Regions from separate parts of the Muntiacus reevesi genome. Here regions 2 and 3 are each linked to region 1. Evidence: chromatin contacts called from public Hi-C data. All regions are on one chromosome and are shown on one strand. The core of a region is the stretch at or near the end of the contact, and the rest is flanking DNA. Distances in the headings are between cores, read along the strand shown. Region 1 holds the start of GORASP1 (golgi reassembly stacking protein 1). Region 2 holds the start of CX3CR1 (C-X3-C motif chemokine receptor 1). Region 3 holds the start of LOC136166590 (acyl-coenzyme A thioesterase THEM4-like).

Region 1 (2,761 bases), core at 189-2,688:
AAACTTTCCACTCTGTCCCTCTCCAACAGGCCCTTCTTATCTTCACTCTTACCATCCACCCCCAGGCCCTGCCAACAGCCTTAACTTGCTTTCCATCAAACCTGTTGGAAGACCCTTCTGGCTGGATGCATTTCACTGTCCACTTTTTCCGTCTGGTACCAGCCCATGGTGTCCACTAGGGAAAGCCTATCAGCAAGCACAAATCCTGTTACCTCTGGGTCCTGGAGCCATTCTGCTTTTCCTTTTAGCAAACCTCTTCCGTCCCCACTCTCATTCCCCAACCCCCCACCGCCTAGTTGTTAATGACAATAACAGAGACCACTCAAAAGTAAGGCACCAAACTGACAAGCTACGCCCATCTCTGCAGCCATCCATCTGGGCACAAGGGAAAAGGGAGTCTGGCCCACCTGCGCTCCGGAGACAGACACCCACCTACCCTCTCATCTCCGTTACAGCCCCGCCCTCTCCGAGGTACTAATCACTCCACACCTCTGTCTGGCTGCGGACCCTTCTCCCCACCTTCAGGCCCTGGAACTCACTCCATCTCCACTTCCCTCGGGACTGCTCATCCAGACCTCTTTGTGGCAACATGGATGACTCATTCTCTGCGGAGGCCCTACCGCGCTTCTCCGCAGTGTTCCACCTGGGGACCCTCCCCCTGCAACAAACCTATCCCCGAGCCCTCGGCCGCATTCTCTCTGCTCTCCCGCTCCCACTTTCCCTGTGTGGTTCTCGCTGGTCTTCGGCCTCTCGAAGCCTTTCGACCCCAAGAAGCGTGGGATGAGAGCCGGCGGGCTCCCCGGCAGTTGGCAACTCCTTGGATCCAAGACGGCCGGGGACTAGGCTGAGCTGGCTCTCTCCTCAGGCCCAACATGGAGCGCAGTGCACAGCAGGCGATCATAAATGTGTTCACACAAGTGCACGAATTCTCCTGACTGAACCTGGTGCGTTCACTCTCCACCCGGGACAAGTGCCATTCCGGAGCTGCCCGACTCCACCAGGAAACGCTCCCGCTTCCTGCAGAGCTGGCACTCGGGGCTGGCGCCGGGCCGACCGCGGCCGCAGGCGGGCCGGGACCCGGGGGTGCCACGGCGCCTTCTCTCCGGCGACGACTCCCACCGAGAAGGGGTACCACCCTCCCCCGGGAGGCCACCCAGGGCCGAGACCCCGCGGCTGCCGCCCCCGGGCCGGCGATCTGGCGTTCCCGCGCGTCGGAGCGGGTGCCGCGCCAAGACCTCAGGCGCCGCAGGGGCGACTCACCCCGTGCAGGTGGAAGCCCTCGGCGCCGCCCGCAGGCTGCTCGGCGCTGGCGCCCAGGCCCATGGCCACGGTCAGCTCGGGCGACGGTGCCCGGGACCTCGACGCCTACCCGGGAGGCCCAACTGGGTGCCCCCAGCGCGGACTCGCCCTCTCGGCGCTCGACTACCCGCGCCTTGTCACGTGGGCGCCTGGCCACGCCCACCCCAAACGCTGACGCCCTTAGAGAACAGCCAGCCGCTCCGTTTCCAAGGACGCGCGAGCCTCCGACTTCCGGCCGCGACTGGCGCACCCAGGACCCTGACTTGGGAATCTCGCTCTGCCCGGCACCACGAGACCCCGACTCTAGAGCCGCGGGCGCGCAGAGATGAGCAGCAATGACTCCTCCCTTATGGTGCGTGACCCGGGCACTGCTCCTCCTCTGGCCCAGTCAGCCCCGCGACCTGCAGCTTCCCTGTTACCTCTCTGACCGCCACCCGGCTTTCGCTGTCCCCGGCCTCTTCAGACGGTCTTGGCGCCTTCTCGCCTCTTTCCGTGGCGAGCACATCCTGTCTAGTGTTCCCTGTGTACCCTGAGCCCCTAGCCATCATCCCCACCCAGTCTTATCTCCGAGCTCCCCCAAACCAAAGCATAAAAGCCCATCACCTTGCCATTATCCGACCCCCACCCCCGGCTCCAACCGCCTGTACCTTTTCTGTGTCCTTCACCCTAGTGGATAGCACCACCGTTTGACCCCCCAGCCGTTACTCTTCCCCACAGCCATCTCCAGCTCCTGTCTATCAGCAGAAAATATCAGCTCCTTATTTTATCTCCTAGCCCAGTATCACCACCCTCTCCCCTCTGGGCACCTGCAACAGCCCCTCTCTCAGCTGGTTTCTCTACTTCATCTCTCTTCACCAGTGGTCTCCCTACCACCACCACCGCCAACAGCAACCACCCCAACACACACACACAGGAGCCAGAGTGGTTTTTGCAAAAACACACATCTGAACATTTGCCCTACCCCCCGCTATCCTCATGCGTAAAACCATTCCAGCTGCTTCCTATTACCCTCAGGATGATGTCTGGGCTCTTTCATATGGCCCACAAGGCTGTTTACAATCCAACCACATCTATCCCCAACCCCAGCATCCACAAACCTTAGGGGAAGTGAGACTTCACTTTGAAATCTCAGCCTCTCTTATTGCATGATGTTTGTCAAGCCACAGCCTCCTTGGGCTTTGGCTTCCTTAATTGTGAAGAATATGGAGAGAATAATACATAAGATAATAGGCGTAAAGCCCTTGATCCCCTTCACCACAGGTGGTTAGCCCACAATAACTCACAATTCTAACTATTGGTGTCATGATTCTTATTACTGGTCCTCCTCCTTCCCCCTTATTCCCTTCATAAGGCAAAACCTGAGTTGAATTTCTCATCAACTTTTGAACCAGAATCTGTGCTTAATTCCCAAACAAGCCATCTCCAAACTCTTTCCTAAGAAAACCGTATGGAGCTGTTTCTG
Region 2 (2,708 bases), core at 18-2,517, 140 kb after region 1:
CATACTTTCTTTCTGAAGATGATGTTTTCCAATGACACCAACCTTCTGAGCCCGAATGTCCTCACAGTGATTATAAAAGCATACGTCAGTGTTGAATATCAAAGTCTATCAGCAGTTTATTACTAAAATAGTTTTCATTATAAATGCAGTAGATGCTCATTATAAAAATTGCAGATGGTGCAAAAAAGCATGGAAGAAAAAGGAAAGAAAAAACTCAAGAAAGAAAAAATAAAAGTTTTTAATTATAGGGAAAAAAATAAAGACCTAGACAAGGAAAAGACGTGTCACTTTTGAACAGAAAGTCAAGAATAGGGTAGTGCCAGAAGGAAAGATCATAAAAGGGCTTGCTGTCTATTTTACTTATTTTATTCCTAGAAACACAAATTGTATGTGTATGCTTCAGACTCTACAGTGGATTCTTATTGCTCCTATTAAAAAAAAAAAATCTTTCTAGGAATACATGGAGAAGGAGCATAAAACAGATGTGGATAGTTAACAATAATAATAATAATGGGAGTTACCCGGTGGTCCTAGTTGCTGGGACTCCACGATTTTATTGCCCTGGCGGTGTTGAATCCCTGCTTAGGGAACTAAGATCTCGCAACGCTTGCAGTATGACCAGGAAAAAAAGATGATGATAATAATAATAACTTTGCTGCTGTTTCTTACCTTAGAAAGTTAACAGTAATTCCTCAATATCATCCAGATGCAATCTTACCTTTTATTTTTTTTCTTTTATTGTAGTTTATTCATAAGGTGTTAATTTCTGCTATAGAACAGTGATTCATATATGTATATATTCTTTTTCATTATGGTTTATTATAGGATATTGAATATAATTCCCTTGGCTATAGTGTAGAACCTTGTTTTTTACCCACCCTATATATAATAGCTTGCAGATGCAATTTTAAATGATGCTTTTTTTTTAATGAACATTTCTCCATGCCCCTGAAACAGAATTATTAACACTTCTAATCATATTCCACCATATGATGGTGGAATCATCATAAGTGATCTAATCAGTCACTGTCTTCCCCTACCAAGCCCCCTAGTACATTTAGACTGTAAGATCCTCTGGAAAATGGTTTCCCTTGTTGGCAAGTAAAACAAACCAGCGTCGTTAACCCACTCTGACCTCTGACCACTGTGCCTCACCCAGCGCGCCCACAGGTGCTAAACGAGCCCTCTGCTCCTACCTGGACTGGATCTGGGGCGGGAACCCCGAGAGGTGGAGATGCGCCAGTCAGCCTTCCTGTCCCAGTCACAGTCTGTCAGAGAGTATCTCCCTTTCCTCTGAGGGCATCCTTATTTGCAAAGTTAGCCAATAGTATCTGGTTTCCTGTGAGGCAGACTATCTTTAGATGCTGCTGCAGGCTCAGAAGCTCCAGGCTGGAGGCCAGCTGAGATGGGAGGGTGTGTGTTAACTTGGGGACTGCGTTACCTCTCGCGTGGAGTGGGTGGGTGGCAGCGGGCAGGAAACAGGGTAGCTCTCTTTAATGATGTGCCTTTAGGCAGGCCTGGAAACTGAGCCTCGGTTTTCCTGCTAATAAAAGGGAGCCCGTGATACTCACTGGATAGCACTGGAGTGCAGATGAAGTGAGCTACAGTTTTTCTTCTCAAAGTGTGATCCCAGCTGGGAGCTTCTCAGAGATGCAGCACCTCAGGCTGCCGCCACCCCAGGCCTCTTGAATCAGACTCTGCATTTTTTTTTTTTTTTTTTGATGCCTTCTAAGCTTTTATTTGCTATAAAGAAAAGTCATCTCTAGGTATCTGTATTTTTAGGTTTTTTTTTTTCATGTGACTGACTTTGTTGTGAATCTACTTTATTGTAGTGGTTTGGGACCAAACTCACAATATTTCTAAGGTATGCTTACATTGTTTTATTTAAATTTTTTTTTTTTCTATCAAAGTGTATTTGACTTACAGTGTTTCAGGTACACAGCAAACTGATTCAGTTATGCGTACATCCATTTATACATATATATCTTTTTCAGATTTTTTTTCCATTATAGGTTATTATAAGATATGAAACACAGAGACTGCATTTTAATGAAATTTTTAGGAGTTTGATAAACACAGTGAACCTGAGAGGCATTGATACAGAAAGCACCGACTGAGCGCCTGGCTCCTGGTCGATGCTTAATAATTATGGTTCCCCTCACCTTCCTCAAGCACGTAGTGGTTCCCTTTGCCCTGCAGTCTAGCCCAGGTTCTGTATCTGAAGGGCAATGGCCCAGGCTGCTCCAGCGGGAAGTGGTTCCTGGCCAGGCCCTGACATCCAGGCCTGCTCCTGCTCCCCGCCCTGGCCAGCTGGTTCTCTGACTTAATCTCAATCACCTCGGCTGCACTGCCTTTCCACTACTTCCTTACTTGCCTAAGTCATGCTTAAGGCCAAGCCTCCTTCTGGTCTGTCTGTACCCCAGGGTCTAAACAGGTTCTGGCACCAGCGGGCCTTCAGCACACATGTTCATTGAATGGTCAGTGACGCCCCGCCCGCCCCCTCTCACGGCCTTCCCCGGCTGCCACCGCTGTGCTCACAGCCTGCGCCCAGCGCGCCCCTGGGTCCCATGTGGTCTCCTGAGGGTGGGGTTACCCCACCAGCTCCCACCTCACCTTCTCCTCGCCCAGAACCAGCTGTGGGTGGGTCTGCAGCACCGCAGGCTGGGTGACCAGCTGCTGTTTGAGGAAGTCTGTTGCCCAGTTTCCTC
Region 3 (2,700 bases), core at 162-2,661, 190 kb after region 1:
TGATCATGTAGCTTTCCTCCATTATTCTGTTAATTTCATGAACTATATTGATAGATTTTCTTATTTTAAATCAACCCGTTTTCCCTAGAAAAAATGACCTCATGTTTGTGATCATTTTAACAATAAAGCATTGGATTCTCTTGGGATTTTTGTATCTGTGTTCATGAGAGATACTGACCTGCAACACTTGTGACGTGGGAAGTGCCTCGGATCTTGACCCATGCTGGCCTTGCTCAGGACATTGCAAGGGTCACCTTGGACTTCCTGTCCTAGACCCCGCTTCTCACATACAAGCTGGCCTGAGGTAGCATCTCTGCATGTCAAGGCAGACACGTGTAAGACAAAGCTGAAGATGGTGATGATGCTGCTTTCTGCCTTGCCTGCTCCATAGACCTACCCGATGTCCCACCTATAGCCTATAAACATCTTTGTACACATAAAAGTTTAATTATTATTACTATAATAAAAATGCACAGCATATAACATTTTACTAGCTGTGCAGTTTTGGGCAGTGTACTTTAACTGTTCTGTGCTTCAGTGTCTTTATATGTAAATGCGGATGTTAATAGCAATAATGCATACCTCTGATATCTGTGGGATGATTATGCAAGGTTATGAAGCTGTGTTCTAACGCCACCTACCGTTCACTCACTGGGAGTAACAAGAGTCCCCTAAAGCAGGGTGGAAAGAATGGGAGCTCATTCCTGCATGTATCTGGTGTATGTGTGTGTGTGGTATGTTAAGAATGTGTCAAGGAAAAGCTGAAAAACTGTTCCAGATTAAAGGAGGCTAAAGACATAACAATTAACTGAAATAAATGATCTTAAATTGGATTCTGGGTTGGTAGAGGGGGAATGCTCTGAAAGACAGTTTGGGGATGATTGGTGAACTTTTAATTTGGGCTGTTTATGAGATAACATTAAGTATTAAAATTGATAAAACAGAGAAACAGGTAGTACAGCAGCTGGGGGTAGAAAGTGCAACAATTAATGTTACTTGTTAACTACCTACTTAGGACATAAACCCCATGAGGTCATCGACTTCATCTGTTTTATTCACTCCTGTGCCCCCAGAGTCTGGAACAGTTCCTGGCACATAGTATGTGCCTAATTAACATTTGTCAGATGAATGAATGAACTGGCCTCTGATATAAGACACGGTTAAGAACCAAGGTGAGGTATCAAAGCCATCTGCCCTTACACGCAGAGACTGAGGTTATCCACTCTGGCTCCTGGTTATCGTTTTTCCATCCCAGTGAACCTGGCCTGCAAAACATTCTGATTGACTCAGTTGTTCCAGGCACGCAGTCAAAAATACATCTGGCAACTCCCCAGATCAAATGCATGTGTAACTTACTAACCCACAATTGCCTGACGTCCTTTCTAGTTCCGCTCCGCACTGCTTAACCTGATGCAGGAGAGGGACGTGGGACGGCCTGGCCCTCAGAGGACCCACACGGGCTCTGATTGGCTGAGTCCGAGCCTCAGGTCTGTGCTCAACTACCAGGAGGAAGGCTTGCCTTTGGAAGAAGGTTCAGTTGGCCCGTCTTGGTTGGACGTCATGCTGAAGAGAGGTCTCAGGTGGCTGGCGAGGAATCCAAAGGCAGCACCCCTTCTCCCGGCCCTGGCTGGCCAGCCCCAGATGCTCTGGTCAGCCTGGATGCCAGCCCCACTCATCACCGTGAGTACCCACGTTGCATCCAGATGCGGGCCGCTGTGAGTGTGGTCAGAGTCTCAGAGGGAGGGAGCTACCAGGGACCTTAGACTCCTGTGACAGATGAGGACTCGGAGCCAGGACTCCTGATGTCTAGAAGATGCTCATGCCACTTGGCCGTTTCATCCTGTATGGAGGGGTGGACCCTCAGCCTGGGAACTTAGTGACAATATCTGGAGGCCCCTCCAGTCTTCCTGACCCTGCTGAACCTTTCCCATATGGTTAAGTGGGGTTGCTGAGCCCCAGATTGAGCAAGTGAGCAGAATCAGGAAAGAATATGATTAGTGGCGACTCAAGGGAAAGCAGTGATTACTGTTTCACATAACATTTTCTGGACAAAATAAGAGGTGTAACTAAAAGAAAATTGTGGGTAACAGTCAAGACGATGGAGTGGGAGGACAAGGAGTTCGTGTCTGCTCATAAGTAGGAGCACCTACTAGGCGCTGGTGAGGGTCCCTGGACACCTAAGCAGATGAGCGGAATCCCCACACGACGAGGTAGGACGCGGAAGGACAGGAGGAAAGGAAGAAAAGTGGAGGTGGGATGGCCCTCATGGGGGCTGGGGTAGGGAAGAGGTTCCCATGCTTGGATGGGGCCTACTCATAGCGAGGGGATCAGCAGAACAGAATGGGGCCTTCGGGGCACTGGAGGATCATCAGAAAATGTGACCAGCATCTTCCCTGCCCACTTGGGCCCCTGCAAGTCTGCTGTGGTCACAGGTCTGAACCCCCACCCCTCAGGGTCCCCTCTGGCCTCCTGGGTCTTGGGTTTGATTCCCTGCCCCCCCGACTCCCCAAGGTCACTTCTGGCTGCGTGGGTCCCGGGCCTGAATCCTCCCCCACCCCAAGTTTCCTTTCAGCTGTGCCGGACCTGTAGGAGCGGACACAGTCAGCTACCTTTTGAACTTCCCAGGTCTCAAGAAGTCACCTCCATTCCGATTCAAAGGATTATTCCCTCCCGAACTCCGGCTGGAGCCCCATCATGGTG

Evidence for each region. Hi-C and Micro-C count contacts between places; a contact is called where the count stands out from the background.
Region 2: a contact with region 1 is called in a Hi-C map of blood, with 4 times the contacts expected there. The contact joins the promoter of CX3CR1 here to the promoter of GORASP1 in region 1. A contact is called at or near these places in 2 of 3 Hi-C or Micro-C datasets (blood and muscle).
Region 3: a Hi-C map of muscle shows a contact between it and region 1, with 2.9 times the contacts expected there. The contact joins the promoter of LOC136166590 here to the promoter of GORASP1 in region 1. A contact is called at or near these places in 2 of 3 Hi-C or Micro-C datasets (blood and muscle).

The regions. Positions count from the first base shown.
Region 1 is chr4:72,101,736-72,104,496 of mMunRee1.1, forward strand. It overlaps GORASP1 (golgi reassembly stacking protein 1), which reads right to left and starts at 1,439. Exons shown (of 9, transcript XM_065933038.1): 1 at 1,261-1,439. The coding sequence starts at 1,323. TTC21A (tetratricopeptide repeat domain 21A) reads left to right here and starts at 1,487. Exons shown (of 29, transcript XM_065933026.1): 1 at 1,487-1,651. The coding sequence starts at 1,625.
Region 2 is chr4:72,241,632-72,244,339 of mMunRee1.1, forward strand. CX3CR1 (C-X3-C motif chemokine receptor 1) reads right to left here and starts at 1,268. Exons shown (of 2, transcript XM_065935244.1): 1 at 1,197-1,268. The region is part of intron 5 of CCR8 (C-C motif chemokine receptor 8); the gene reads left to right.
Region 3 is chr4:72,294,297-72,296,996 of mMunRee1.1, forward strand. It overlaps LOC136166590 (acyl-coenzyme A thioesterase THEM4-like), which reads left to right and starts at 1,412. Exons shown (of 6, transcript XM_065933073.1): 1 at 1,412-1,680; 2 at 2,626-2,700. The coding sequence starts at 1,561. CCR8 (C-C motif chemokine receptor 8) reads left to right here. Exons shown (of 19, transcript XM_065933056.1): 19 at 1-82.